2 separate regions of the Mus musculus genome follow, and region 2 is linked to region 1. A link is a contact called in public promoter capture Hi-C data. All regions are on one chromosome and are shown on one strand. The core of a region is the stretch at or near the end of the contact, and the rest is flanking DNA. Distances in the headings are between cores, read along the strand shown. Region 1 holds the start of Ccnb2 (cyclin B2). Region 2 holds the start of BC065403 (cDNA sequence BC065403).

The links. Promoter capture Hi-C pulls out the DNA fragments that hold promoters and counts their contacts.
Region 2: a promoter capture Hi-C map of erythroid cells shows a contact between it and region 1, with 28 times the contacts expected there. The contact joins the promoter of BC065403 here to the promoter of Ccnb2 in region 1. A contact is called at or near these places in 1 of 39 promoter capture datasets (erythroid cells) and 1 of 9 other capture datasets (liver).

The regions. Positions count from the first base shown.
Region 1 is chr9:70,418,532-70,424,250 of GRCm38.p6, reverse strand. Ccnb2 (cyclin B2) reads left to right here and starts at 2,697. Exons shown (of 9, transcript NM_007630.2): 1 at 2,697-2,834; 2 at 5,122-5,250; 3 at 5,344-5,457. The coding sequence starts at 2,811.
Region 2 is chr9:72,406,301-72,412,593 of GRCm38.p6, reverse strand. It overlaps BC065403 (cDNA sequence BC065403), which reads left to right and starts at 2,727. Exons shown (of 2, transcript NR_152222.1): 1 at 2,727-2,924; 2 at 3,106-3,950. It overlaps Gm27230 (a long non-coding RNA gene), which reads right to left. Exons shown (of 8, transcript XR_003948355.1): 6 at 3,264-3,306; 7 at 2,583-3,181; 8 at 1,699-1,877.

The DNA.
Region 1 (5,719 bases), core at 1,448-3,947:
ATGTATGTCAGTCGCTGCTAGATGGTGAGAATTTATGCCCTGTATTCTAAAGTTACATTTTGTGTGGGTGGTGATGTATGTGCATATAGAGGCTGTAAGTCACCATTGTGCACCCTTCTCCATTGCTCCCTGTTTGCCAGGGACATGCCAGTTTGTCTGCCTAGTGTTTTAAAAGTAGGTTTCTTGCCAAGACGTTGCTTTGGACATACTGTCTTTGTAGGTAAACATTCTCTCTGACTGGAGTCAGAACTCTTCAAGATTCCCTGTTGCATCTGATTCATGCTTCCATATTGTATAAACATACCCTTCAAGACTCTATCAAATGGCAAAACATCTGGAGATGGTAAATGCACTCCACTTTTCCATTGAAAGCATGTACCAAGACACCATTGAGAATTCAGATTGTTAAAGGGATCACATATCCCAACCACTATAGTATTTTGTGGCCCCATGAGAAGACAAAAACATACTAACCAGCAATGAAAGACTTACTGTAGGTCACAGAAGTGCCCTCAATGTGTCAGTGTTTTGTGACAACCACCACAAAACTTGGTTTCAAGTACTTTTATTTGCTCACAGATGCTCAATTTGGGTAATGCTAATGGAATCTAGCTCATCTTTCACTGTGGTCTTCCTGTGGCTACATTCAGCTTGGGAGTGCTACTGGAATAGTCTGTCTAGCATGCTTGATTTAGACGTCTGACACTTTCAATTGCATGGTGAGAACAGCTGATGGTTCACTGGGTCTTTTCACTGTCATCTATTTAGCAAGGGATAGCTAGACTTTACACAGTGGGTCAGTGATCCAGGGACTGCTAGGCCACCTTAGAGACTATCAAGGGTAGCTAAAATGAGTGGGCATGGAAGAAGAATCCCAAACCAATACAATTTGGCCATTTTAGATTCAGCACAGGGGCTAGCCATGCAGCTCATGGTAGACTCCCTTGGCCTCAGGAAGCCCTGGGTTCTGACAGTGCAATATACTAGTTGTAGTGCAGCTTGTAATCCCACTCAGGAGGTAGAGGCAGGAGGATTAGAAATTCAAGGTCGGGCTGGAGAGATGGCTCAGGGGTTAAGAGCACTGATTCCTTTTCCAGAGGTCCTCAGTTCAATTCCCAGCAACCACCTGGTGGCTTACAATCATTTGTAATGGAATCTAATGTCTGTCTGGTGTGTCTGATGACAGTACTCATATTACATAAAATAAATAAATCTTTTTTTAAAGTATTAAAAAAAAATTCAAGGTCATCCTCAACTACATAGAAAGCTGTAAACCGGCCTAGAACACATGCGACCATGTTGTGAAGTCCATTCACCACAGTAACCTGAAGTACAGCCAATGGCTTTGTTAAAGTTAAAGTTCAGTTAGAGAATAGGTCTGAGTTGCCAAATTGGTGCTGAAATCATGAGTTTAAGAGGTCCTCCTGCCATTTCTGAGTTCAAGGCCAGCCTGGTCTACAGAGTGAGTTCCAGGACTGCCAGGGCTATACAAAGAAACCCTGTCTCAGGAAAAAAAAAAATCCTCCTGCCTTAGCCTCCCAAGTAACTGGAATTATTACAAGCATGTGCTAATAGTACAAACTGCAGAGCACATTTTCTTCCCCAATCCAAACCAAAGCTTCCCAAGAAAGAGAAAGCTATGCGTAACCTCTGTGATTGTAAGGATGATGGACCAAGAGTCAGCAGCCACAGAACTTTCATTTCCTTTAGCAGGTACTTGAGAGAACTTAATGGGATATAAATAGTTATTTCTGCTCCTTTGGTTTCCAATATCCATGTGTAATTTAGGTCGAGGGGTAGTACTGCCACCTTGTCTTTTCAGGTGGGAGTGTTGGACAACACTGGTTCTTCCTTTAGACTCAGATTGGAAATGTCAGATTTGGGCGAAGGGGGAGGGAGCATTTATTATTTCCCAATAGAAGGGACTTGAACAAGACTGATGGGGTAGCCTGATCTCAAGTCGTTCTGCTGGCACTGCACCATTTTCTGTGTTGTTACCTAGTCTTTTCCCCAGGGTAATATTCTGGTTTTGTTTTTTGTTTTTGTTTTTGTTTTCTGTCTTGTCTCTCACTGTTCACAACTTGGGATACTCATTATTTTTCTTTTGAAATCTTGTGCACATCACACCGTCATTTGACAAATAGTTTCTGAGTTCTACTGTATTGTGCTGGAAGTCACACAAATCACGTCTAGTTTGAATTATGACTCTGCTGGGGATCTGTTTTAGGAAGACCACATACAGTACACATCCGAGTCACAATCATCTTGTAGCCCTGAACGACCTGGAGACGATGGCTTCATTTGCCAGACCATTCCAATCCAAATTCCCAGGTAGACGTTTCCGGAAGAGGAAGTAAGGTCAGAAGTAGCATTTCCAGGAAGTTCTCTGGAACCCACTTCTACCTAACCCAGAACAAACTTTTAAAGACATATGTCCTTAGGTGATGGCTCCCCACTCCTACCCCTAAAATTAAGACAATCTTTTCCAGTAGGAGGAAAAATTATTTTATTTAATATCAGGGACTAGAATTTGAAAATAAGACTGTAGACAAGGAAACAACAAAGCCTGGTGGCCTCGCTGGTTGCTATGACAAGCAAATACAAGCCAGCCAATCAACGTGCAGAAAGGCCTTCCAGTCTAGCCAATGGGTTGCGCGCGCCCTGCGTGCGTCTACCCAATAGTGCGTCAGCGGCGCGGTATTTGAATCGCGGACCGGGCGGTGGACGCGGAGCGGCGGGGCCCTGACCCTCCCAACGGTGTCGCAGACCGGAGTGGCTGTGCCTCGTCCGCACTTGCCAGGGCGGCCCTCATGGCGCTGCTCCGACGCCCGACGGTGAGTGCGCCGGGGCTACGGTGCCCTGTCCTGCCGGGTAGCCCGGGAGGCTGCCGGAGAGGCCCTGGCAGAGCTAAAGCGGTCCAGAGGCCCGGCCTGGGGTCTTCATTCCTGTTACCACTCAGGGCTGTGCTGCGCTGGGGATGAGGACCGGGAGGAACCGGGAAGCCGCCCAGTGCCATTTCTCTACTTTTCACATTTTTCAGTTTGCTTCGTGTGAGCTTCCCATTCGCGTCTTCATACTGCCTTCCTGGCCAAGGTCATTAAAGTGTGGTTTTGTCCTCTTAAAAAAAAAAAAAAACAGAAATAACAAAATGAAAACAAATACCCACCTAAGTGCTGGGCGGTGGTGGTGCACGCCTTTAATCCCAGCACTTGGGAGGCAGAGGCAGGCGGATTTCTGAGTTCGAGGCCAGCCTGGTCTACAGAGTGAGTTCCAGGACAGCCAGGGCTATTCAAAGAAACCCTGTCTCGAAAAAAGCAAAAAACAAAAAACAAAAACACCCAAGTGTAAGAGGAAACGTACAAAACTTGGATCCTAGGATGGCAGACAGTTGGGCAAAAGGCCAAATTCCTTTAATTACCTTTTTGAGAATGAAAGTATTACTGACTTTTAGGCTTTAATTGTACTAGGGTCGGTCTACTTTAGTTGAAAACAAGAGGGCCCCCGACACAGCTGCTGCCATTGTCCTGGCTAGTTAAAAGCCTCCAATTCCTCTTCCCAGTGAATTCAGGGGTACCCCTCATTACCAGGCTTTAACTCATAAGAAATTGAACTTTCAAACTCATTTTGAATTTAGCCGTGGGAAGCTAGCAGTAAAGACCGAACAGCTTAGATTTGGGGATCAGAATCCTAAACAATGAGGAACATACAGTCAGGGTTCATGTCTTGTAGCTCTAACTGCCACTAACAAGTTAATTTTTGTCTAATTTGTTCTTTCAAATTATTTAACAGTTAAAGTCTTGTGTAGGGATGGGGTACAGTTTATCTGGTCTATCCTACACAGGTCATCTTAAAAAAAAACAAAAAAACCCCAACCTTTGGAGAGGTTTTTTTGTTTGTTTTGTAGGATTAGTTCCCCCCCTCCCCCAACACTCAGAAAGTTAAATATTTTTTTCTCATGGAATACTTGTTATTGTACCACACTGTAAACTTTGGGGTATGAATAGCAAGCCTTGTTTCTTAACTGTATTCAAGATGAAGGCAATTAATTTCAAGTAACACTATTTTTTTTTTTTTTCGTTTTCATTCAAGTCTGACTCTCCCAATACTTGAGAGGTAAAATGACTTCCCCATCCTGTTGTCATTGGGAATGTCCTTAATTTGAGTCTATGCTATAGGAAGCTGTTTCTGAAGGGCTTTCCTTGGAAGTGCTATTTCTTATTCTTTGGTTGGCGTTATAACCCAAGCTGGTGTGAAGTCTGAAACATGGAGTTTTAAACAGCTGGGCTATCATTAACTATTGGTATCAAAGCTCTTTATCATTGCAGCTATACTGTGTGAATGGAAGTTTCTAAGAGAACCGACAGGGATCTCTTAACAGCAGACGCAGGTTACTTATAAGAAGTAATCATTTAGGTGGGAGGCTTTGGTGTCGCTTGAAAACTGCTTGAATATGCAAAACAATTTATAAGATCAGTAAAAAGATCTTTGTTTTATTGGTAAGGCAGTGGGTGTTTGCCTAATGGAGAGTGATATTTCAAATAGCATTTTTAGATTTCTTTAAATGTACCTTTTCCCATAAAAAATAATTAAATTTAAAGACAAAAACCAAAACCTAACTCTGCAAGTTTGAGGCCAGCCTGGTCTCCAGAGCGACTTCCAGGATAGCCTTGTCTCCAGAATGAGTTCCAGGACAGCCAGGGCTATAGAGAAACCCTGTCTTGAAAAACCAAACAAATTAAGCTTTTGTTTGAAGTGCATAAATAGAGTACATCATGTGTGCAGTCCGTTCATGGGCCAGAAGAGTATGTCAGATCCCCTGGAATGGAGCTACAGTTTGTAAGCTGCCATGTGAATACTGGGAATTGAACCCAGTCCACAGCACGACAAGCCAGGAGAAGCTAATGCTCTTAACTGCTGAGAGCCATCTCCAGTTCTACCTTCTCCTTTTAAAATAGATGTCAGCATATTCACCTTACCAGGGTAGCTCTGACTTTTGAGTATTTGACATTATGTAGGTAGGTGTTTTTCATTTTTTTCTGTATTTAATGGCTTTTTTTTTTGTTTGTTTGTTTGTTTGCTTGCTTGTTGTCGGTGTGGTCTTTTTGTATGTTTTGTTTTAAGGTGTCCAGTGATTTGAAGAATATTGACACAGAAGTTATTCCTAAAGCCAAGAGCCATGTGACTATCCGGCGGGCAGTTTTAGAAGAAATTGGAAATAAAGTTAGAAACAGAACCACTCAGGTGGCGAAGGTAACAAGGACAAGATGGCATGTGTGGAGGGCCACACTGTACAGGGGCTACGCTGGTCATCCTGCACTGCTCACTGGTCATCTTCCTTTATAGAAACCTCAGAACACCAAAGTACCAGCTCTGCCCACCAAAGTGACAAATGTCAACAAGCAGCCGAAACCCACAGCCTCTGTGAAACCAGTGCAGATGGAGGCGCTAGCTCCCAAGGTAGGAGGTCCTGACTTCACCGCATGCAATCAAAGCCTTTCCTTTCCATCTCATGTGTATGGGTGATTTGTCTGCATATATGTCTGAGCGCTGGGTTTGAGACCGGTGCCCTATTGGGGGAAAAAAAGAAGGCATCAGATCCCCTGTAACTGAAGTTACAGATGGTTGCAAGCTGACACATGGATGCTAAGGAACCAACCTGGATCTCTGCAAGAGCAGCCAGTGCTCTTAACCACCGAGTCATCTCCCCAGTCCCCAACTT
Region 2 (6,293 bases), core at 1,478-3,977, 2.0 Mb before region 1:
CCACATAATCCTCCACATCTTGCAAGGTCAAGCTTTCATGTCACCAGCTCCATGAGACCAGCCAGGTCCTCTGAGTTGATGTCACCCCTCTCACCAGAGGGGCCCAGGCTTTATTTTCATCTTCCGTGTGGCTTTTTGTCTTTGGTGGTTGTTGCTCATGTCCTCTTTTTCATGCCTCACCCCACCAACGAAAGGTTGGTGAGACCTGGGCCAGTCTACAGATGTCTGTGCCTCCTCTAATGCGGTGTCTTTAAATTTCACTGGCTACTCGCACAGGCTTAACACAGCAGCAACTCTGCACTGCTGTGGGCTTCCTACCTTGTGAATGGTGGTCACCACATCACAACTTCTGCTAACTCTAGTCTTTTGGATCCTAAACTCAAAGTGCTAGATACATACTGCAAGCCTTGTATTGTGTGTTCTTATTTTGAAGCTATAGTTGTGATGGGAGACGGAGGGGGGTAGGGGGAGGCAGAAAATAGAAACAGTCAAATGGAATAAGAGACATCAATTGAAGATAACAGAAGCTTGAACAGTTGCTGTGGATAAAGCAATGCATAAGAGTCACTTGGGGTGTTAAAAGGAAGCCGCAGCTGAAGTGGGCTGTGAATCCTCCATTCAATAGTGTATAGATTTTGAATACTTCAATTCTGTGGAAAAAAGGTTGAGCCAAGGACACTAGAGGGAGCCAGGGCATGCAAGCTGGAGACAAGGCTCCCAGCTCAGCAAGCCTCAGGTTCACTGTCCCCCAAACATTTACTTGGATTGGCTAGGAAAACCTTCACTATACATTCAAAAGCTTGCTATTTGGGTCTCATCTCTCTTTTCACTGTCATGGCCAGGTAACATGAATAAAGAACATTTGGGAGACGAGGAAAGTTGAAGTGGACAGATCTTGACATATTGTGCCATATTAAACAATGGGAAATTATACTTCTGCTAAAGCACTTGACTATTATTTTTCCAAGTGTATAAAGGTAGATTGGTCCTAAGGTTTGAGACGTAAAAATAAGAGCTAGCGTGATACTGGGACCCACAAGTCCATCGTCTTAAACTGGGTGGTGGTCCCACATGGGGGTAAGCGAATGTGGGGCTGAGACGGTCTGGACAACAATGAAAGGTTTCTACATGAATCATAAACAATTAACTCCCAACTAAGCATGCAACGCATCAGTGTGTCTGTATAAGTACTTGTCTTTGTTGCTTCATGTGACTTCATTATAGCCTCCGATCTGAACATACCATGCCAGTCTGTATGTACCAGGTGAACTGTGACACCACACAGCACCCATGGTCACTGCCTGAATCACCCCAGCTCAGGCCAGAGCTACTGTATGTTGGATTTTGTATTTTTTCTGTACATACAAGGTCTTCAATTCTCATAGAGACATATAGAAGACATATATAGAGACATATACAGATTATATAAAACAAAGACATTTAATATTTTTGTCCAATCATTCTTTTTTTAAGATTTATTTATTTTATGTATGTGAGTGCACTGTAGCTGTACAGATGGTTGTGAGCCTTCATGTGGTTGTTGGGAATTGAATTTAGGACCTCTGCTCAGTCTGGTTGGCTCCGCTCGCTCCAGTCCAAAGATTTATTTGTTATTATACATAAGTACACTGTAGCTGTCTTCAGACACACCAGAAGAGGGCGTCAGATCTCTTTACAGGTGGTTGTGAGCCACCATGTGGTTGGTGGGATTTGAACTCAGGACCTTTGGAAGAGCAGTCAGTGCTCTAACCGGCTGAGCCATCTCGCCAGCTCTCTCGTTTCATCATTCTTTACTATGTGAGCATCAAATTAGCATATTGTTGGATTGAATTGTGTTGGAATGCTTGATCTTGAATCCAGTTGTTATTGACTACCGGCTTGAATTTCATAAAAGAAACCAATAAAGAAATTTTAGCTTCAACAACTTCTGAAATGACTCTAATGACACTCCTAACATTTTGTGCTATATATGTTTATGAAAAGTGGTATTCTCAGCTCTTGACAATGATAAAATCAAAGTATCCATGTCACAGAGCAACCAAACCCTTCATGACTGAGTTCAGATGCCACTGTTGCCATAAAAATCAACCAAGTCCCTCAACTGACCTGCGACTTCCCCCACCTGAACTCTCTCTGGCCGCTCCCTTGAGGGTTCTTCCTTTGGGGACCTCAACATGTCCTCTTTGTCAATGCTCAAAGAAAGGCCTGATACCTCACCTCTCAGAAGTCTTCGTCTCCCAGCAGCACCCAGAAGAGAAACTTCACTCAGTACACTCCCCTAGTCCCCTAATAGAAGGAACTGCATAACCATTTCCACAAACTCTTGGTTCTAGCCCCTAACTTAACAATTCAATTTTAAGATGGAAAAGAATAAAGTGCTAAATAATACATCCTAAGAAAAGCCAAGAAACAGGATCAAAGTAAGAGGTACAAGGGAAAAGCCACTGCCCAGAGATGGAGTAGAGAGCTGAGCTTTTGAGCGTGGGAGGCTCTGCAGAGGCTGCAACCCCACCCCAACCCCACAGCGGCTGGGGCAGCTTTTTCTCTGCTGAGCTGTCAATCCACTTCACTAATGCTCTTACCACTGAGAAACTGAACGGTGGCCGGAAGCCCAGAGTAGCCCTTTGGGTGGGGTAGTAAATCCTCCAATAGGACTTCTAGTAGTTACTGGAAGGGTCCAGACTTCAAGACCTTTCTTGCTTTCTCATGTTGAAATCTTGAGGATGCTGGGATAGTCTGACGTGTGGTCAGAGCTATGAGGAAGTAACTAACACAGACAGTATCTTTGTCTGCAGTTCCTAGCGGGGTAGCACATCATTCAGGAGACAGCTTCTAGATGATACTGAATCCCAAGAGAGGGGCCTGGCAGATGAATGACATCAGCTAAGGCAACCTGAAGGGCCTCGTGCCACACAACGATAACAGTAAGTACCCTCTATCTCACTTCAGACAGTCTGAAAGGCAGGCTTTTGGAAAAGCATCATCCCCATTGAGAGGATGGCCCTGCCTGACAAATTCTGCTGTGAGGGTGTGGGAGGGGCGCCTTTATGTCTTCTATTTCCCTTAAGAAGTTCAGTCACGTTCAGTCACATGCCTGGCTCGCAGTCTGTTTATCAGGATCAAGCACGCTCTCTGGAGAGCGCAGACAGCAGGATGGGCCGAGCTCGGATGACAGTCTGCCCTGTGGAGATTGACTTTAATGAAGCAAGAATAAACAGGAAGATTAAGTACAAGCAGAAACCAGTGACAAGTTCTGAGCTCACCTCTCTGCTGGAATTGAAGGGCTCTCTGCCGCTGAGCGAGTCTCTGTTAGAGAGAAAGAGGCATCATCTGTTTGGTCGCTAATGATCCTGTTATCCACATCGGGCCCCAGTGTGCGCAAAGAAAAGTTTTCTCTCGATTTAGAGAGCAACTTCTGTATGTTTTATTTATATCTACTCACAAAACAAATTGTTTTCTAAGATTGGAAAAGTTAAGATTGATAAGGGTTGAGAAAATATTTAATAAACTGAAAAATGACATCCTTTTAGGGATTAAGGATTGCTAGTATTACTCTGCTATCTGCACCGAGCATTCACACCTACTCGGGTGTTTGTGGCATAAACGTGGCTAGTTCTGCGGGGAGATCTTACAGAAGGATGACTGTCCTGGAATAAACAGACCAACCAGCTAGTCTTCTTTATAAAGCCACTTCTTAGGGCTTTCTAAACGGATCCTAATACCCGACTGTTTTGGTTCCTCATTTCGTGTATGATTTTTGAAAAGTAACTTTTTAAAAACCTGTTTTGCAAAACAGCCAGTAAGCAAGTCCAGGATTCCCATCGGCCCTCTGGAGATGCCATTTCATTCATATCCTGAGTACCGAGTATTTTCTTTCTTTTTTTCCCCCCCACTATTGTGTTTCTTTTGGAAAAAAAATAGATCTTATTAAAACTGGAATGAAGTCTGAATTAGCTGTAGCACATTCTGCAGTACTTAATTCAACTGGGAGTTGCTTCGTGACTGAGTGTATGTAAATGTGTGTGCCTGAGACCACTGAGGACGCCACAATGTAGCTGACAGTCTTTAACACCTGTACCAGTAGGTGGCGCTCCGATCCAGCCCGATGCTCTACCCTCCCGGTTCTAAGGTTCAGGGAAAGGAAACTAAGCAGGACACTGCTATCTGTCCGAGTGTACCCAAGTGATCAAAGTATACCAGGGATCAAACATTTGCTTTTAAAAGCTAACGTGCACAGCACTACAGTGTCCACATTTAGCAAAGCTACCCGAATGCCCGAGAGAGATCAGGTGGTCCGGACAAAGGAAGCCTTTCTGGAAAGGGCTGCTTAACCTGCCTTCTCTGGATAGAACAGACGAGACATGAGGCTCCGAGGCAGACATTCTGGGCAGAAGTGGCTTCCAGAAAGGCTTTGTGAAAGCCAGAGAAGTATGTGTGAGGAAGATGAAGCATTCTGGGTCTGCTCTGAGCAAGCCCATGAGAGAGAGCTGCTCACAGGGCAGCCAGGCTTCCTCTCGTGAGATGGAAGGCAGAAGGGGACAAGAAACAGAATCAGACCAAGTTTTGTCTTGCATTTAATTTTTGTTTTTGAGTAGCAGGAAATAAAATAGGAATTAGACAAAAGTACTTACAGTTTTACTTTATATTATATAACTCTAGACTATATTTATTTAATTATATTATATTTAATTATATTAAATATATTTAAAAATGTAAAGTCTAATCAATGGCTAGACATATGTGGGTTTTTTTTTTTGTTGTTGTTACCATAACAAATGATTTCCTAACTTTCTGGCTGCCTCCCACAATCTTCATGTATGTTTTTGTGATGTGAGACTATACACGCTTTCATGTTTATATGTGTTCATGTCTGTGTTAAATATAATTTAAAAAGTAAAAATAAAACAGGAGCAGTCGGTCCAGGAAAGCAGCAGACACATAGTCCCCTTCGAAGATGCATCATTAAGAGAAAGGACCTAGAAGACAAGCTCAGACTGGGAGGTTGGGGGGAGAGCATTGGACAGAAACAATACAATATAGAGGGGCCCAAGCGTGATGGAGAGAGGCTTCCCTTTAAAGCCTGGAAAGGACAGGGCGGGTGGGATGGTGCAGCCGTTAAGACGTCCCAAGGCTCTACCCAGAGTGCTCAAACGGTGGCTCACCATCCTTAACTCTATCTCCAGGATATCCAGCACTGTCTTCTAACCTCAGTGGGTACCAGGCATGCATGTAGCACACAGACATACATGCAGGGGAAATATCACACATAAAATAATTATTTTCAAAGGAGCTTCATTAAGAGTGTGTGTGTGTGTGCAAGAGAGGAATGGCAGGAGGGAGGGCGGGGTGGGAGAGGGTAGAGAATCTTCACTGGAATGAACCAAGTCTAAGAAAGAAGGAAAAGTCATGAGCTTTTCATGTTTTCTAAGTCTGGGAGGCAGACAGGAAGTTTCAGCTTCACATCATGTAATTTAGTTCAACGCAGTGTATGTGACAGGGAGGACGGAGGGGTCAGGTATCCCAGAGTAAGAGCTGTAGTGTCACTGCATAGACTGTGGCTCAACTCTCTGTCCCTCACCGCAGAGGGATGTTCCCTCATCTCTTCAGGCTGTGGTTCTGTACCTTTCAAAGTGATCATTGTCTTTTAGGGGCAAGTCTGTGTGCCAGCAGTGTAAGTATAAGTGTAAGGCACGCGTGCATGCGTGCTTGTGTGTGTATGTGTGTGTGTGTGAGTAAGACTATGTGTGTGTCTGTGTGTGTGTGTTCAAGTATGCATGTCTGTGTCTCTGTGCATGTGTGTGCGTGCACGTGTCTGAGTGTCTATGTGTGTCTCTCTGTATGTGTCTATGTGTGTGTCTGTCTCTGTGTGTGTGTGCACGCACATGAGCACACACGCATGTATGTATGGTGTATGGAGGCCCGAAGTCAGTGCTCAGCATCTTTCTTGTTTTCCTCTGTCTTCATTTTTTAATACTGAGCTGTGCATGTGGAGGCCAGAAGACAATTTTCAGTAGTCTCTTCTCTCCTTCCACCATGTGGGTCCCCAGAATCAAATTCTGCTCATCTGCCTTAGCAGCAGGTGCTAAGCCATCTCACCACCCCTCCACTTTATTGTTTTTCCAAGAAGGGCTCACTGACCCCGGAACTTGCTGATTGGCTAAACTGTTCAGCAAGATGCAGGGATCTTCCTGTGTCTGTCTCTTCAGAGCTGAGATTTCAGGTGTGTGCCGCCTACCCGGCGTTTCTCACAGGTCCTGAGGATCTAACGTCGGTCCTCATGCTTGCACATAGCA